Linked DNA regions of Bicyclus anynana: region 1 is linked to region 2. A link is a contact called in public Hi-C data. All regions are on one chromosome and are shown on one strand. The core of a region is the stretch at or near the end of the contact, and the rest is flanking DNA. Distances in the headings are between cores, read along the strand shown.

The links. Hi-C and Micro-C count contacts between places; a contact is called where the count stands out from the background.
Region 1: a contact with region 2 is called in a Hi-C map of whole body, with 5 times the contacts expected there. The contact joins the promoter of LOC112053460 here to the enhancer-like site in region 2. A contact is called at or near these places in 2 of 2 Hi-C or Micro-C datasets (whole body and whole larva).

What each region holds. Positions count from the first base shown.
Region 1 is chr5:7,330,734-7,334,059 of ilBicAnyn1.1, forward strand. LOC112053460 (transcription factor Sp9) reads right to left here and starts at 1,598. Exons shown (of 3, transcript XM_052881641.1): 1 at 1,402-1,598. The coding sequence starts at 1,443.
Region 2 is chr5:7,201,097-7,204,535 of ilBicAnyn1.1, forward strand. No RefSeq gene overlaps it. Among protein-coding and RNA genes, the nearest start is that of LOC112054720, 30 kb to the left of the region's middle. Within about 2 kb of position 2,090, at least 1 of the 8 cell types and tissues checked has open chromatin away from gene starts, as enhancers often do.

The DNA of each region.
Region 1 (3,326 bases), core at 348-2,847, 130 kb after region 2:
AACAGATTAGGAGCGCCCGACACGGCCGTCGGTTCATAATTTTTGGCGCCAGTAGTCCTGCTTTTAGATTAAACTAATATGAAAAGGAAATTGAGTAGAAAATGGACGAAGGCTCTATGTGTCATTAAGAATTGGACACGGGCCCGAATACACTGCCGGCCTTTATTTATTTGATTTCGCTTAATTGAATTAACATTTCGGTAGTTTTTACGAGGTGTCGGTAATGTTTGGAGCTAACTTTAATGGGCAATTCTTAGGTAATAACAATAACATTTGCGTCACAAATATTGCTTTATACATAAATAAATGGCGGTTCCACGTCGTTTTCTCGTTTCTCGATTTCACGGGAAATGTTAATGGGATGGTCGTTACAATAAATCTACCTGAGTGGATCTTGAGACATTTCAGATGTTTATTAGAATTAGAGACTCTAAAGACAAAAAAAAATAATATGCATTTTATTTATTAAATCTACTCCATTATCAAAAAAAGTTCCGTAGATCATATTAGTAAAATAATATGATCTACGGAACTTTTTTTGATAATGGAGTACCTAGATTTAATAAATAAAATGCATATGATTTTTTATCCATATTTGACTTTCTTAATCTCGACAGATTTAGTTTGAAAAGTCTGAGAAAATGTTAGCCATTATGTCTATATTTTTGTCTACTCATTTTTAGTAAATTAACCAATTGTTTAACCCATTAATTCGCGCCTATGTTTATTCCATAAAATTGAACGCAGAGGCCATGAAGAAATCTTCCAAATAGTTGGGTTCAAATTCCGCGCGATGGCTCCTCTGGGGCCACTCGACCCGGGAGGGTCCATGAATAGTAATAGAGGTTGAGGCTCGAGGGACGGCCCGGTTCCGCTTATGGTGCGTGCTAAATCGACAACACCCTCGGGTCCTGTGACTAACAGCCAGTTTTATAAACTCGTCTATTTTGACTGAGATTTCATCCAAAAATTAAAGTCAATATACCGTGAAATCAAAACGCCTAAGGAGTTTATAGTATTAGTGTATCGAGAAGCTATTTAAGCAATGTCTCATCTTCTGTATCTAAGGAATCTTCAGTGAAAGATATCTTTAGAAAACTCTACTTTTGTACGTAATCTGAAAGACTGAGATTGTGTTGTTGTTTAGGGTGGTTAGTAACGCTGATCCTCAGCGTTACTAACCACCGTTACTAACCACCGTTTAAATAAAATTAGCTATATTTTTGAATATTACTTAGTCTAATTTCTCTCCAATTACTCATAAAGACAGTGTTATGAGTGAGTCTAACAATAATCCAGCAGGTGATCGGTCACGGTGTTAAGTCCTTAAGATAGAGATATTCAGGTCTAAGGGTTGTATTGGTGAGTTAGTGATCAGCATGTGGTGTGCGCCGGACTCACGTTCATGAGCAGGTCCGGTGAGGAGGAGCCCTTGCCGCTCATGGCTGTCCGGCGAGCAGGCGCATGTCACTCACTCACTCACTCACTCGCGGCGCAGGCGGCGCGGGCGGTCTGCAAGCGCCGAGCGATCGCGACTGCCGCGCGCCGGCCCCCACCGTCCCAGAGCCCCCACCGCTACCGGCTGCCTCATTTCTCACTATAATTTGCGTGCTCGTTTTTTACCATCATTACTCCCTCGTTTTGTTTTACGTATTATCGAGTGCATCCCGCTCGCACCGCGGCCGCCATGCGCGCCGAGCGCCGCCCAGATAATAGCTATCTGCAATTACGCCTTGGCCGCGCTGCCAGTGCCGACGCTCGCCGCGCCGCGCGACGCCTAGCGACATCTTGTGACGAGCGGCCGGAACTCCCACGTGCATCAGCGAGCGAAATGTTTGGATTATAGATTCAAATTAATTTATTTTAAGTAGGTAGATATTATTCAAGCACTTATGAAAAGACAAGTCTGGCAGTGAGTATAGACTCTACCATCGGTTTGAAGAGCAGACTCTATTATAAAACCGACAAGACACTCGGATTTATTTATAATGTACTCACCTACAGTTTAGGTATATTATCCTGCCTTGTGCGCAGAAGAAAGCAGAGCTGATTATTACCATGGATCTTTGTCGTTATCACTTATAAGAACAACAACATCGTATCTACTAGGTATACCTACCTATCTTTAAACAAATTGAACTTAAGTCTCGGCAAATTTGCCACCTACATGTATATATCCTGCATAATTAAATAGCAAATTAGCTATTTAATTAAAATTATCTATAATTTGTGATCCTATTACATTAGGTACCTACCTGCATTGTCCTCCAGCTCGGAGTGGCGTTGTGGGCCAAACCGCAAAATTCCTCGTTCCTTTAGAAGAGAGATGGGCTGATAATTATATTTAAAATGATACTAACAACTAACATTTTTAATGCACAGCGAGATTTAAAACGTGGCAAATAATTTCTTTCCAAAAATGTGCTACGATTACCGTTTCGACGTTTATTCATTAAATAAATAAATCATCATCATCATCTTATCAGCTAATGGACGTCTACTGCAGGACGTAGGCCTTTTGTAGGAACTTCAAAACATCACAATCCTGAACCGCCTGCTTTCAGCCACTCGCTTGATGCCGTCAGCCCACCTGGTCGACCAACACTGCGCTTGGACGTGATCGCCATACCAGCACCTTGGGACCCATTCCAGCACATTGGGACTCCAACGTCCATCGGCTCTTCGAACTATGTGCCCCATCCATTGCTACTTCAGCTTCGCGACTCGTTGAGCTATGTCGGTGACTTTGGTTCTTCTACGGATCTCCTCATTTCTGATTCGATCACGCAGAAATAGCATAGCTTGTTTCACCGCCCGCTGTATGACTTTGAGCCATTTCATTTTCTTAGTACATGGACCGACAAAAAAAATTAATTAATAGGTCAATTATACACACATCGCTCAAAGTAGGTGAGTCTAGCTTGTCTTATAGGTAGATGAATATTTGTACATAATATGCATTACATCATGTCATCAATCAATCATATAAATCATGAAAACATGAATGAATATGAATATTTTACACATGTGGGAATCGAACGGTCTAAGACACATTATGCTTCTCGGGCATTAATGAAGGTAGTGCTTGCCTACAATCGCAGATGATGATGATGAATTAGATGACGACGTACTCTAGGTAGGTACGTAGATCACCGGTTCAATAGGCTTTATATTCTAGCTCTGTCTATTTTTGGTTTTTGTGTTAAAATGCCATGATGATTGTGTTCTAGTATCGTGTAAATGATTATAAGGATATGTGAAAACACTGTTGTGGCAGACAGACACCTCAATTTTATTTATATGTTTTGAGTATTGATTGTATAAAA
Region 2 (3,439 bases), core at 840-3,339:
TCTGGATCCTTGAAACCTACCTACCTTACAAAGCAATTTGATTAATGAATTACACAATTGATAAATTTCTTAATGGCAAAGATAGGTACTTGGAGGCCATTGGATGATCTTCCACTTTCACACAGGAAATAAAAAAAAAGAAATATTTTAATGTGTTTTTTTAAAAGAACAACTGTTGAGTTTCTTGTCGGCTCTTCTCAGCAGAACCTGTCTTCCGAACCGGTGGTAGAGTCAGTCAAACTTGACGTTCCAAAAGTGCTTGTAAACTAATAATTAAGGCCTGCATGAAATAAATGATTTTTGATTTTGAACCGCCACGTTCCATAACTCACACACTCCATAATTGGTTACGGTACTTACTTAACTATGGTAGGAGAAGTGACGTGCACAAAGTTCTGGTACGAACATGGATTAACAAAGTTTCAGCCTTTTCATAAAATGAAGTATGTCTGCCCATCGCAGGCTTTCTATAATACAAAGCAGCGACATTACACGATGACTATACTCTGTATCATTTTCACCTCTCGTAAAGAATGTTGCGAATCGGTCTTTATTGTACTCACCGGGTCAAAGGCGGCGGTTTCTACGATTTGATTAATGGCGGATTTTGTTTGCTTTACAATTATTAAGTAAGAATGTTCGAAAAAAAAATTGTTTGTGGACTCAGTGAAAAGATAATGTTTGTGAAATCAGTGAAAAGATAATGTTTAGTTCAAATATGACTGGAGTGAAAAATCAACAAAACGAATATTTGTATAGGACGCATGTTATTCATGTTTACCTGAGGGTTTTCTGTTTATTATTTACCAACAAAAAATCTGTTTAATATAAATTTTTAATTTTATTTAGATTGTTCGAAGCTTATTATGTATGCTGCGTGCAAATTACACTACACCGCGCACTGCCGCAGCAATCGAAGATCGAGATTTTTCGCAACGCATTGACTTGTATTAGTATTAGGTAGGTAGGTGCTTATTTATCAGTGATCCATTGATGCCAAATAAACGTGGATCTCCTGACTCTCACCCTAAGATGATTTAGACTTATTTTGGATTTGAATTACAAAAATACCATTTTATATACCTGTATCAGATAAGTCGAGTTTATATAACGAGTATATAGTACTTCTTGGAGGCGTTAAAACATGAATTCTATAATATGATTTGAAGGATTAATGTATGGATATAGTTAGCGTAGAAGAAAACGTACTATTGCTGTCAGTATCCATTTTTCAGTTTCCTTTTGTGGCTGGAGAAACCTCGTAGGACGTCGCAACAAATCCGCTTCGAAGATTTGGATTAACATATTTATACTACTTTTCATTCCGGAAAAATTTAGGATTCCCCTGGGGTTTGTGGAAAACTGAATTCCATGCCGATGAAGTCGCGGGCATCCTCTAGTTATATTATAAACTCTCTACCTAATATGGTTGGTACATGGTTCGGAGGCAAAGGTTTTTAGCTTTTTAAGCTATTTTGCTATAGAAGGTACCTACTCGACCTGTTTATATGCATGCACCAGTATTTATCTATATACTTGTTTCTTCACGATGATCCCGAAAGTTACTGGTCCCATTTGGATGGGGATTTTGTTACCTGTATACCAATGTTTTTAAGGATTTTATCAGTAGAGTTATATATAGTTAAGCTAGAAACGATAAGGATTTACTGGGTAAAGATAGCATATTTGCAGTTTTCTCCCTTGGGTAAGCTATTTGTTTTTCGTTGTTTAATTGTACCAGTTAAAGAGGGTGTGAACCGTAGCCCGGCACTCCCTCAAAACTTATAGATATTTGCTTTAAAATCGAACTGCACAATGACATTATTGTGCCTATACAAAAATAAATTGCTGTGAAAATGAAATAACAACCGCGTCCCCTTCTATTAACTGATGATGTAGCGATACTACGAGCGTAGTTGCTAACGCTAACTTCGTTTTTCGATACGATTGTGACCAAAAAATACACACGAAAATGAACTTTAATACGCAGTTATAAGGTTTTAATTAAATAAAATGCGATTGTCCTGTATCGTTGCAATGAAATACAATATCCATAGTAGCCGTGACGGGTGAATGGGGTATAAAAAAAACATAAATCAAAGTCAAAAAGGCATAGAGAATAGGCAGAGCGGCGGTCGAGTTGTTTGTCACCAGCTGTTGCCGGTGACTGACAAAGCATTATTCTCGTGTTCCCATCAATAATGAGGGTAATTTTGTCACATTAGCTCGTAGACGTATTTGTCTATTGTTGAAGATATTTTATTATTTTGAAAAATATTTTTGCGAAATTATAATTGAAATATATTTTCGCAAGAATATTTTTACCATTCTATACCATTGCAAAACTTTAATATTGAATAATCGTTAAAAGTAATACTAATCCTTTCGATACACAAAAACTCCTTTCGACCACGAAGATTATATCTTGATATTAGGCGTAGGTACATCTTCTGGAAGGAGATATGTAAAGATACCTAAATCTATACCTAAGGATTTGATTTTCAAAAACTAAAACTCGAAGGATTTTAAAAAATTCTTTCACCATGGGGTAGCTACATCTTCACTGATGCAACATACCTAAGCTATAGGTATATTTTCTCCCCGTATTTCCACGGGAACACACATACCTGGGTGAATCCGCGTAGTGTCTCCTAGTTCAATAATTCAATTAATAGATAACTGTTTGTAATCGGTGTCAAATTATTTATAAAAAGAAAAGCAAAATCTTTTAATTTCCATTTATTTGACTCTAAAAGCTTTTGCGGTAAAAGGTCACTGAACAGCGATTTCTAAGTGCGGTATTAAAATGTCTTCATTATGCGTAATTCGCTTTTTGCCACATTCGTGACTAAAATATTTAGTGGCTATATTTGCGAGAGCTATTTTTGCGGCGGATGTATTTTACGATATTGCAATTTCTAAACTGTCTTCCAGCCTGAGGGAATAACCACAGTTATTCAGTTTTATTCACATTTCACTGCGTGATTTTGGTGAAGTACCTACCTATCTAGATTCATTTATCTAAATAGTTCCGCATTCTCGTTTTCAAATTTAGGTGCATACCTACCTATCATGAATTTTGCGCCTCCCTGTGGGACCAAGCTAGGATAAACAGAGTTATAAACGCATGATAGGTTCATAAACTCGTAGGTAGGTATATTAATGGTTGTCTGGAAGTTGTATGGATTATTAGGTATTAATAAATACATTCTGAGGATGGAGAAGGATTATAGATACGTACCTACATACCTACTTGGTTATTTTCAGCTGTGAAAACGATTTCATATGGACGAAGTGTCCGCTAGTAATTAATATGATGTCATTACTATTAATAATTACTTTTTTTATATGTGATAATAGCGGACGCTCGCGACTCCGTCCGCGTGTAATTCGGTTTCTTACAAATCCCATGGGAACCATGATGAAAAGTAGCCTATGT